2 separate regions of the Ovis aries genome follow, and region 2 is linked to region 1. A link is a contact called in public Hi-C data. All regions are on one chromosome and are shown on one strand. Each heading gives the region's core, a stretch centred on a gene start, on an enhancer-like site or on the middle of the called end of the contact. The rest is flanking DNA. Distances are from core to core; before and after follow the strand shown.

What was found. Hi-C and Micro-C count contacts between places; a contact is called where the count stands out from the background.
Region 2: a Hi-C map of hypothalamus shows a contact between it and region 1, with 2.2 times the contacts expected there. The contact joins the enhancer-like site here to the promoter of DDX6 in region 1. A contact is called at or near these places in 2 of 16 Hi-C or Micro-C datasets (blood and hypothalamus).

The regions. Positions count from the first base shown.
Region 1 is chr15:29,126,290-29,131,711 of ARS-UI_Ramb_v3.0, forward strand. DDX6 (DEAD-box helicase 6) reads right to left here and starts at 3,085. Exons shown (of 15, transcript XM_042232709.1): 1 at 2,883-3,085; 2 at 2,481-2,669.
Region 2 is chr15:29,236,758-29,241,594 of ARS-UI_Ramb_v3.0, forward strand. All of the region lies in intron 2 of BCL9L (BCL9 like), which reads right to left. Among named protein-coding and RNA genes, the nearest start is that of BCL9L, 14 kb to the right of the region's middle. Within about 2 kb of position 1,939, at least 31 of the 54 cell types and tissues checked have an H3K27ac peak or open chromatin away from gene starts, as enhancers often do. A contact at or near this core is called in hypothalamus, where this site is marked.

The DNA.
Region 1 (5,422 bases), core at 1,835-4,334:
ACTTTCTTTTTCCCCCTAAGTTTTTGCCCTTTAAAAACAATAACTAAAGCAGTCAAGGGACATAAATACGTCTACATGTCAAAATCTTCTGTTCAAAAAACAGCCAAGAAAACCTTTAGCTATCTTACTTAAGTCTGACTACTACAGAAATGTTACATTTTAAAATATAACTCTTTCAAAAGTATGTCTCAACTTGAAGTAGCAGTTTAATTAAAAAAAAAAAAAAAAACAACCCAACACCCCACAAAAAGGAAATTGTTATTCAGTCACAAAGTCTCACTCAACTGTCTGCGACCCCACGGACCCCATGGACTGCAGCATGCCAGGCTTCCCTGTCCTTGACTACCTCCCAGAGTTTGCACAAACTCATGTCCATTGAATCGGTGACGCTATCCAACCATCTCACCCTCTGTCGCCCCCCCACCTCCTGCCCTCAATCTTTCCCAGCATTAGGGTCTTTTCCAATGAGGAAATTACCTGTGCTTTAAAAAAACACACACAAATCTGTGAAAGAATAAAGACATTACTAACTTTTTAATCAAACTTTCTAGGACACCCAGAGTACTGATTAAGTTATTTTAAAAAATTATTCCCCAAATAAAATTATGTTTTTTTAAAAGTAAGACCTTAATTTCACAACTGCGGGTGGGAGGGAATAAAGGCCTACTCTGGTGTGTTAACACCTTTATATTTCTTACCGAAAATACAGTAGCTAATTAATTACTGTTCCTTCTGCCATACACCAAAGCTTCTCAAACAATACAAATTTTAAATTCTTTGATGTCTTTTTTTTAATTGAAAATAAAGTTGCTCAAAAGCAAATCCTTATTATCACATACACAAAGCTGTATATTTTGAAGTCATGCAGAAACTGACTGACCTCTTAAGCAGGGTAGTTAACAGCCACCTAATTTCAGTTCAAGGTAGTAGGTGGTTTCCTGTATTGACAAGTTTATATATGATCAGCGATATCACCTATTTCACACCTGAAGATTACTTATTTGCAAAGCACTAAGAGGATGAAGAGGGCAACTTCTAAAGATTAAATGGTAATATTACTGTCCATCATGCACATAAGACCTCGTATCTCCCTAGAGCCAAAATGTGACTATGTGAGAACTGCTCCCCTCTTAATTAAGCTGCACTGCAGCTTTACGTCTCAGGAAAAGAAATATTCCTCCTACCCATTCCCAATTTAGATTTCCAAGTTGTATTTCTACATTTTCAAAAATACGAACGAAACAGAGACTAGTTGGGAGGGAACCCTAGCTGAGTTAATTACAGCACTTCCCAGACCGTAGTTAGCGATTGACAGTTTCACACCCAAAACAGTCTCGTCATCTCCAAAAAGACCTTTTGTTTGCAAATGCAGCGCAGTTTCTCTAAGCTCGGTCTGCCAGTTGGAGTGACTGTTCTATTTTGAAGGGGCAAGGGGACTGAGAAAGAAAAAGGGGAGTGAGTGATAAAGGAAAGAAGCTAATGATTTTGATTTGCAAGCAAATAACTTCTTGTTTCCCTCCCCTTCATATCCCCCTCCAAAACCCCTACACACTTCAAGTCAGCTCCCTGGGCCCATAAACACAAAAGGGTTGGGGCCCTGCAATCGCATCTGCGCAACCAGAGCAGAGAACCAGCTCCCCAGCTAGGAAACAATAGGGATTCCCCCAAAAGAGAAACCTTTAAGTCCGACAGCCCCTTCTTTCCTCCGACATTCGGAGGCTCCATAATCACCCCGTTATCGACCTGCAAGGCCTTACTCCGTCAAGCAGTCGGTCCTCTTCCAAACTGAGCCCTCCGCTACAGCATATCCCTGCCGCCCCCTATAGGGCCGCCTCGTACCCTATAACCTCCACCATCTCCCTAAGTCCTTGCCGCCCCCTACGGTCCCACCCTCCCTCGTCACCCACAAAGCTCCTCTGAGGAATTCTCCCGCTCTTCCTCCGGACCCCGCCGGGCACAACACTGCTCTATGCTACTCCTCCCGGCGTCCCCACCCCACAGCTGGCGCCCGCCGCCCGCCTTCCTCCCCAAGGCCCGGCCAGGCCTCAGGCCTCCGCCTCAGAGCGCCCCCCACGCCAGCCTGGGGGCTTCCTGCAGCCCCTGCGACACGGCAGACCGCCACCCCTCCACCTCACCCCTCTCCCCGCGGCTCAGGCCCGAGTCCTACCACCGAGGCCACTCCCGCTCGGCACCCTCGGTCCTTTATTGTTGACTCGAAGCTCCCAAAATGGCGGCGGCTCCTTCCTCCTCGGAAACCTCCGCCCGCCCCCACCCGGCCCCTCGCTTCGGCCTCCTCCCGCCCCCGCCCCGCCCCCGCTCGGGGGGCCGCTCAGGCCGGCCTGCCTTCGCCCGCCCGCTCGCTTCCCCGGCCGGCCAGCCCTACCTCCGCCGCTGCCCGCTCTCAAGGCGCCGCCGAAGCCGCCGCCCGGACTGAGCTAACTCGGCTCCCCCGCCCCCTCCGTCGCCGACTGCCCCCCCACCCGTTCTCCGCATGGCGGCCGCCGCGGCTCCTCCTCCGCGCAAGATGGCGAGCGCCCAGCTGCCGCTGCTGCACCCGTCGCGGCTCCTCGGCCTCCGTTGCTTCGCGTCAGGAGAAATCCGGGCCGAGGAGCCTTCCTCAGGAGAAAATGGAGGGCAGTGTTTTTCCACCGACGGGGAGTCTGCGGGGGCTGAAATGGAGGGGAAGTTGAAAGGGAAATATGGATCCCTTCAAAGAGAAAGGAGAACTGCCTTTTCCACAGCTAAGGAGAAATGATCCGGGAATGGTGGGTGGGAAGAGTACCCCCCCCCCCCAAAGTGGAAGTCGAGGGCTTGGGACCCGAGGAGGATCTGCTTATTCCTGACCAAGGACCCGGTAGCGATTCGGGGACGAGACAGCTGACCTGACATCTCTCGCGGGCCAGGGAGGCTGCTGCAGGTCCAAGGGGGCCGCGTCCGAGCCCCTGCGGGGCGCGCCTCCATCCAGGAACGCGCGGAACCAGTGGTCCGGAGGCGCCAGCACGCACCCGGGTGTGGGGACAGGAAGGGGGACCTGCCGGGACGGGTGCAGCAGGGAGAACCCCGGGGAGAGCGCGGGGCGGGGGCCAGGGGGCGCTGTGCGCGGGCGGGCGGGGGCAGGGGTGGAGAAGGCTGTGGGAAAGTTGGGCGAGGGTGGGGTGCTGGGTAGCTGGGGTGCGACCGGGGCAGGAACCCAGAAAGCGAGCCTCGGAGAGGGAAGTGGGAGACTAGAGCAGCGATCCCCGCTTTCTCAGCACTAAAGGGCAATCCTCAAAGAGAGGGAACCAGGGAGGCCGAGCCTCCCCAGAAGGAAGGAAACGCTGCTAGAGTCAGTTATGATGGGAATAGGAGTTCTGTACGGAAATGAACTAGAAGACCAAGCGTAATTCTTTCCCCAGCCCGACCCTCATCAGAAAGATATTTATGTATTTGTTCCCATAATTACTTTTCATATTCTAATGTCTCCGTTTATCCTTAACCGAAATAACAGGAATGCAATCTTGTTCCAGGTAAAACAAAAATCGGAAGCTAGCAAGTTGGCTAGGTTAAAGGAATAATAAAAACCTGGGTCTCACTCTCAACTGAGAGACAATATACCAGGCAATGACCAGACCATAGGTTGACAACAGAACTCCGACCCACAACCTCTGCTGCAACCAACACGCGAAGCCAAACCACAACCTCTGCAGTGATCAGCTCAGAATGAGCCAGATTCGGTCATTGACTGCCAGCTTCCCTACTTTTTGCCTGTGTTTCCAACTCTGGACCAATTAGAGAAAGCCAAATATGTTCCCCTAAACCAATCACGTTAGACTCCCCGCTTCTAGTTAGCCCGCCTCCAGCTTTCCCCGAGTTAACCTCCAATCAGAGCAAACCCTGAAGCCTTCACCCATCCCCATCCGCCCCTTTATTTTTAACTGTCGGCGTTTGAGTCCCCAGCTAAGTGAAGGTGGCTGGCTCTCACTGTAGCAAGCTTTGAGTAAATAACTTGTTCTCATTGGTGGTCATTTTTATTTCCACACAGCCGAAAAAGAGGTGTTAAAGAAATGTTAAAAGGCTGTTCTTGAGATTTTTTTTTTAACGGACCTTTAACAGTTTTTTTTTTTTTTTTAATTCTGAATTTGTAACATGTGGTCGCCCACCCAGCTTTTAAAAAACCCACTCATTTAAAGGAAATAACCAGCATCTTGTGTCCACACCGGAGAGAGAATGGCTAAGTGGTTGTTTAATAAAATGTTGAGGTCTGAGGCCCCACTGTCTTGCCATGTAGCAGGAATGTGAAGTGGAGGAGGACAAGAAGTGAGTAGGAGGGAGAGGAGCCTAGGGATTTAAAACAGGCCACAGCCTACTCCGGTCTCTTTCCCTAGACCTCTCAAAAAATGAGACCAGCCAAAGGAAAGGGGTTTGTATTCCCACATAAATTTCTTACCTTCAAAGGGGCCCTGGCTCAGGTCATGATGAAAACCAAAGGGTAGAAGGCAACCAAGAGTAGAACATGAAATAGCTGCCTGTTCTCACCTAGGAATCCTGCCAGGGCTAACACCTTTAAAGATTCTGCATGATGTTTTTATAAGATCTCCTTCCATCTGAGTTATTTATGTCAGCCCTTTTCAGTTCTCTGTGAGAAGCATGGATGGTATAGAATTAAATTATGAAACCTTAGATCTTTTCTCTGTTCAGTTTACTGATTGATGGATCCAATTCAAGTAGCTCAATACCTTTTTTCTCTCTAATTCAAACAGATTAACAAGAATGATAGAAAATATGACACCTCACACACATTATGAAATTTATATTTAAAAATATTATATAAATCCAACCCTTTGAGTATATATTGAGTATAATATATTGGGGGATCTGTGGTAAATATGGTTTACCGAGGGTGTGCTATCCCCAGTGAGGTCACCTAATAAAATGTTTCCCAAAATGTATTGGTCATTTTTATTTTGTTTGTAGTCACTCTCACTTCCCCCTACTTTTTTCAACTATGAAGCTGTAAGCTGAAGTGTTAGGCCTGGATTGTTGGCTGGCTCCTGGAGAATCTGTCTGTAGGAATGATATCTTAAAAAAAGAAAAAGATCCACAAATAGAATTGAGGTTTTCAGTATCTCCATTTGAAACAACAGGATGTGTGTGTGTGTGTGTGTGTGTATAAGAATGAGATGCAACTGAAAAATACTACCTGGAATTCAATCATAGTAATGGGCCCTCCCAGCGAATACTGTTTGCCAGCTTTACATCCTGTCCTTGACTATTTACTGAAAAATAACAAAAAATTTCAACTGTAATTTATAATATTTAGAACCTAGAATTCTAAGTAATCTAAACCTGGAATATATATATCTATGATACTATCCTAAAAACCCCAATGCTTTCAACAGGCTAAAATGGGTTTCATACTTTTGCTTTCTGTAAGATTTTTTTA
Region 2 (4,837 bases), core at 689-3,188, 110 kb after region 1:
AGAGACATGAAAAGTTAATCGCAGTGCCAGGGGTGTAGCAGGCCTAGATTTTCATCACCCCATCCTGCCTCACCTAATGGTTGGGGAGGTGGGAGCAGAGTGGCATCTTAGGACCACCAGCTATCCCTTATCTCCCTCCATGGCTCCTCAAACAAGGGCTGGTGCCCTTCTCCACTTGGGGAATGAAGATGGGGCAACCTCCTCCACCCTCCAGTTCCCAGATGAAAACCTGGGCCTTATGTTGGCAGAATCCAACCCGGCCCCTAAGCCCCAGCATCCTTCAGACTGCAAGCCTCCATGGCAACCCCCTCCACTAGCACCTGACCAACCCTTAAGCATTCTCTCTTCAAGGGTTTGCTGTCTTCACACTCCTTCCTAGGGCCCCCAACCTCAACTTCCATGTGTCCCAACACCAGCAGGGAAGGAACCCAGGACCTGGGAATCACTGCTCCTGGCCCAGCCCCATTTCCCCTTGGGGAAGTGGGAGAAAGCACACCAGACTGCGGGGCTCATTGGTCCAGACAGCTCCCCAGGGCAGGAGGGGAATGCCTTTAGAGGATGCACCAGCAGGTCTGGCCGGCAGGCAGGAGCAAGAGGAGAGGGGGAGGGGACTGGTGCGTGGAGAAGACTGAAGCCAAGGATTCCTGCAGCCTAGGCTGCGGGCCCTTTAAGCTCCAGCCCGCTCCCCCCACCGCCTCCCCCTCCCCGGAGACCTATTAATAGCCGCTGGAAAGATCACATCACGGGAGAGGATATTTATCCCCCCTCATTCCACACCAGCTCAGATTTATTTCAGCTCTGCTGTCCTGCTGCTGCCGCCTGGCCCTGTCTGCCGGCTTCTCCCGGGGAAGGGGAGGGAGGCAGGCACCGCCCCTCCAGTTCCCACCCCCAGCTAGACCGAGGCCAGAGGGCGCCAGCGGACCCGACAGCGGGGCCGCCGGGGGTCTGCTCGAACCGTTTTTAAGAGGAAAGGACTGGAAGGGACTAGAACAGCAGGCTTAGCCGCTTGCCATTCCCTTCTATCCCCTGGGCTCAGGCGCTAAAGCTGTGGGCTCCTGCCTGGGGGCAGGCCTTCCGATTCTGACCCCCTTTAGCCCACCGGTGGCCCGGAAGCCAGGTACCGGGGGTTGTTGCGGGGGGGGGGGGTGCTCTCCAAGCCTGCACGGTTCAGCCCCATCAGCACTGGGCCCATCCCTTCCCCTCACTCCACACACACGTCCCGCCCTCCACGACACCCACACACCTTGTCTTGTTAGCCAGGATCCTCATGGCTCCCACACACAGTGGGGCTACGGCCCCTGTGCGTGCCCAGGGCCCAGCCAGGTACTCGGTACTGGAGCAGGGACTGCAGCAACAAGCCCCAAAGAGAAAACTTGTGACTTGGGGAGGGGGTGCGAGGAGGGGAGGGGAGACGGGAGGACCCAGCAGCCCTGGGACTAGGGTACTGGACAGGGTAGGGTGGGAACGGCCGGGAAGGATTCCAGGCCGGGGTCTGAATCCATCCCTCCCGCACCTTACCCTCAGGGAGCTTGCAGTCTCTAGCAAGGCCCCCGGGGCCGCAGGGGCCGAACTCACTAAAAAGATAGGTTGCCAAAGTGCCCGCGTGGGGCGGCTGAGAGGTCTGTCAGGACCCCGGGGGCGGGGGGGACTCCCGCCCCCAGGCACGCCCCTCACCCGGGGAGGGGGGCGGGGGAACCCCTGGCGCCCCGCCCCAGCGCTGCGCCCTGCCCCCGGGCGCCGGGGCGGGAAGGGGGCTGGAGGTGGGGGCGATGCCCCGCCTCCAGCTCGAGGCCTAGCCTGTGCCCATCCCAGCAGGCCCGGGCGGGCAGCGAGAGGCCTGGCGGGGCCTCGGGGCTGCAGCTGGGCTCTTCTGGAGACCAGTAACGCTGGCTCAGATTCCTCCCCGACCGCAAGAATGCAGGAGCCTCCCCTCCCCCCGCTCCGGCACCCCACCCCGCCCCCTCCGGCAGAGCCCGAGCGCAGAGGCAGAGCGAGCGAGCGACAGAGCCAGCGAGCTGGGGAGCGGGCCACGGGCAGGGCTGCAGCGTGCCTCTCCCGGCCCCGCACGCGCCGCCCCGACAGACCCACGGCCAAGTGCGGCGAGGGGCCTGGCGCGCGCCGCGGCGGGGCCGAGGTTGCAGGTCTGCACCGGGCGCCGCCAGGCAGGAGCCCCGGGGACCCACCAGCACCCGAACTCTGGACTCACACACACACACTCGCAGCTCACACGTGGACGGGGAGACAAAGACACGCACGGAGCCCAGGAAACTAGAGGCGCGCTCAAACGCCGGCCCGCGGAGGTGTGCGGGACCGCTAGGAAGGCGCTGGCCGAAGCAGGAGCGCAGAAATAACCGGGGGCGCACGTTTCCAGAGGCGGCCAGAAGGCAGAGAGGGGGCGCGTCGACTCATTGAACAGATGAAAAGACTGAGGCCCGACAATAAGGGAGCCATAGAAAGCTGAGCCCGGTAGTGACAAAGAAACACACACGGGGCCAGAGATACACCAACCAGCAGACTTACACAAACACGGAAGCCTCACCCGACTGCCCCCGGTCCTGTCCCCCCGCCCCTCCCGCAGATCCAAGGAAGGGGTGGGGGAGGGGAGGAGCCTTGGGCCTGGAGCTCCGTCCCGGTAACAGGCCCCGCCAGACACCGGGGCACATTCCCTGGCGGGCTGCTGCAGGCCGAGCTGGGACCTGGGGGGCGGCGAGGGGGCCACACCAGGGACCCTGTGGGAGTCTCACCCTAACTTAACCCCAGGGCACATTGGCCTTCTCAGCGGAAGATTCCTCCGGTTCCAGGCCTGGCTGAACAGCAGCCGGCGGCCAGTCCCCAGGCTTGCATCACGTTGGGGGAGAGGTGAGGTGGGGAGAGCCGGAGGGCACCTGGGCTTAGGGGCAGGCCCATGACTGACATGTGTCCCAGGCTTCCCCTTTCCCCACCTCGCTGATCCTCAAAACTACCAACCACCTGCCACGGCAGTATTTCTATCCCCATTTCACAATGAGGAAACTGAGATCTGGGAGAAAGAAGTCAGAGGCCCCTGGGTCGCAAGACCATTACAGGGGCCTACCAAGACCGTGTTCCGCCGGTGTTTCCCCTACACCGCAGTGTCCTCCCCTCCAGTCATGACGCCTTGTCTGTGCCTGCATCAGACAGACGGGCTTCCAGCAGGGCAAAGGCTACCCACTTTTTCCTCTGTTTACAGCTTCAAATACCGGGGCATTTAGTAACGTGGGAAGGGGCTGTTAGAAAATTCATCCTGTCCAGGGTAACCAGTGGGGCCAAGGCTCCTCTCCAGAAGAATCTTCCAGTCGCCCTCCCCTCTAGGACTCCACCCCCTCGATCCCACCCAGCAGGACGAGCTGAGTCAAGTACAGATGAGTCAGGACTTTCCCATCTCACACCTCCCCCTTTTGCCCCTCAGCAGCCCGCCCCAGATCACAGAGACCCTCCTTCTCTATGTACTTAGAGTCCCCGGAAGAGACCTGGAAAGCCTTGGCGATGGAGGCAGGAACAAACAAAGTGAGGGGAGCTTTTTGGCACCAGGCCAGGAGCCCCCTGAGACGGGTGAAAGGGATGCAGCTCTGCGAACACAGACCTGGACTCCTCTTAGGGGATGGGGTGGGGTGGGGAGCAGTGACATGCTCACAAACGAAGCAGGTGACAGTCACCTGAGTGAAAGGCCAGGAGCAGGCCCATAAAAATGGAGCCCAGGAGGCTGCTGAGACAAAGCCTGCCTGAGATCTTGCCCTCCCGGTGCAACACTGAGGGTCAGGCAGGGCCGGGAGCAGGGGAGAAGCAGTGACCTATTGGTCAAAGTGGACCTGACCTCAGCTGGGGGAGGGAGACCAGGAAGGCTTTGATGGATGCCCAGGGCCTCCAGGTGGGACAGGCCAGCTCCCTGCTCAGCACAGAATTGCCACAGGTATAGCACACAGCATGGCCACTTGCCTCTGTTTAGCAGCTCCCAGCTTGGGAGCCTCTGCTTGATTTGCCTACCAGCACACCAGTCTCAAAGCCCAGCTCAAAACCACCGCAAAGGGGCACTGAGAACACTGCTTGGAGGGTCCATGCTTCCATAGGCAGTGGGCAGACACCCCTAGAGAGGAAATGGGCAGCTAGGAACCCTGTGTGGCTGAAAGAACAGAGACCTGCTGGGAGTATTAGGGGTGGGATCCTCGGCCACTGACCTAGGGAGAGGCAGCCCCCAGGACAACGAGGTCCTGAGTCCCCTTTCTCCAGGGTCCCTAGAAGCTCTCCTCTATCACCCAGGTCACTTCCTCTTCCTGAGATGGTGACTCAGCTGGGTGGGGAGGTCAAGGATTCCTCGCCCAGCAGGAAATCTGCTCAAGAACCAAGGTGTTGCTGGGGACCCTCTGTGTGGGGACTTCCAGGGTTGGGGGGCCTTCCCCTCACCCTGGTTCCTAGCAGCTCTCCCCACTTCCCCCCACCTCCTGCCAAAGGAGACCATGCAAATCAACCATTTTTGTCTGGGAGTTTCCAGCCCCACCCCACCTGCAGCCCCAGGGTGATGTCTGGCAACCCCAGCCCTGCTGGGACGTGGAAATTCCTGGCCCCAGACCCTCCAGTCTGGGGTCTTTGAAGGGTGCTTCGGGGTGAGCGGTGGATTCTGCCCTTGTGGGGACCACCAGGCTAAGCAGCATTGCTTAGACAAGCTGGAGGTCGCCTCACTTGGCTCCCGTAGCCAGGGCCCCTGTGGCCAGGCCTCAATAAGCAGTCATAGCCTGGCAGTGGGGTGCCCCCAAAGGCTACTGCCCAATCCCTGGCTGCTCCCTCCCCCCAGGGGGGAGGCGGGGGAGGAGGTGGGGGGCAC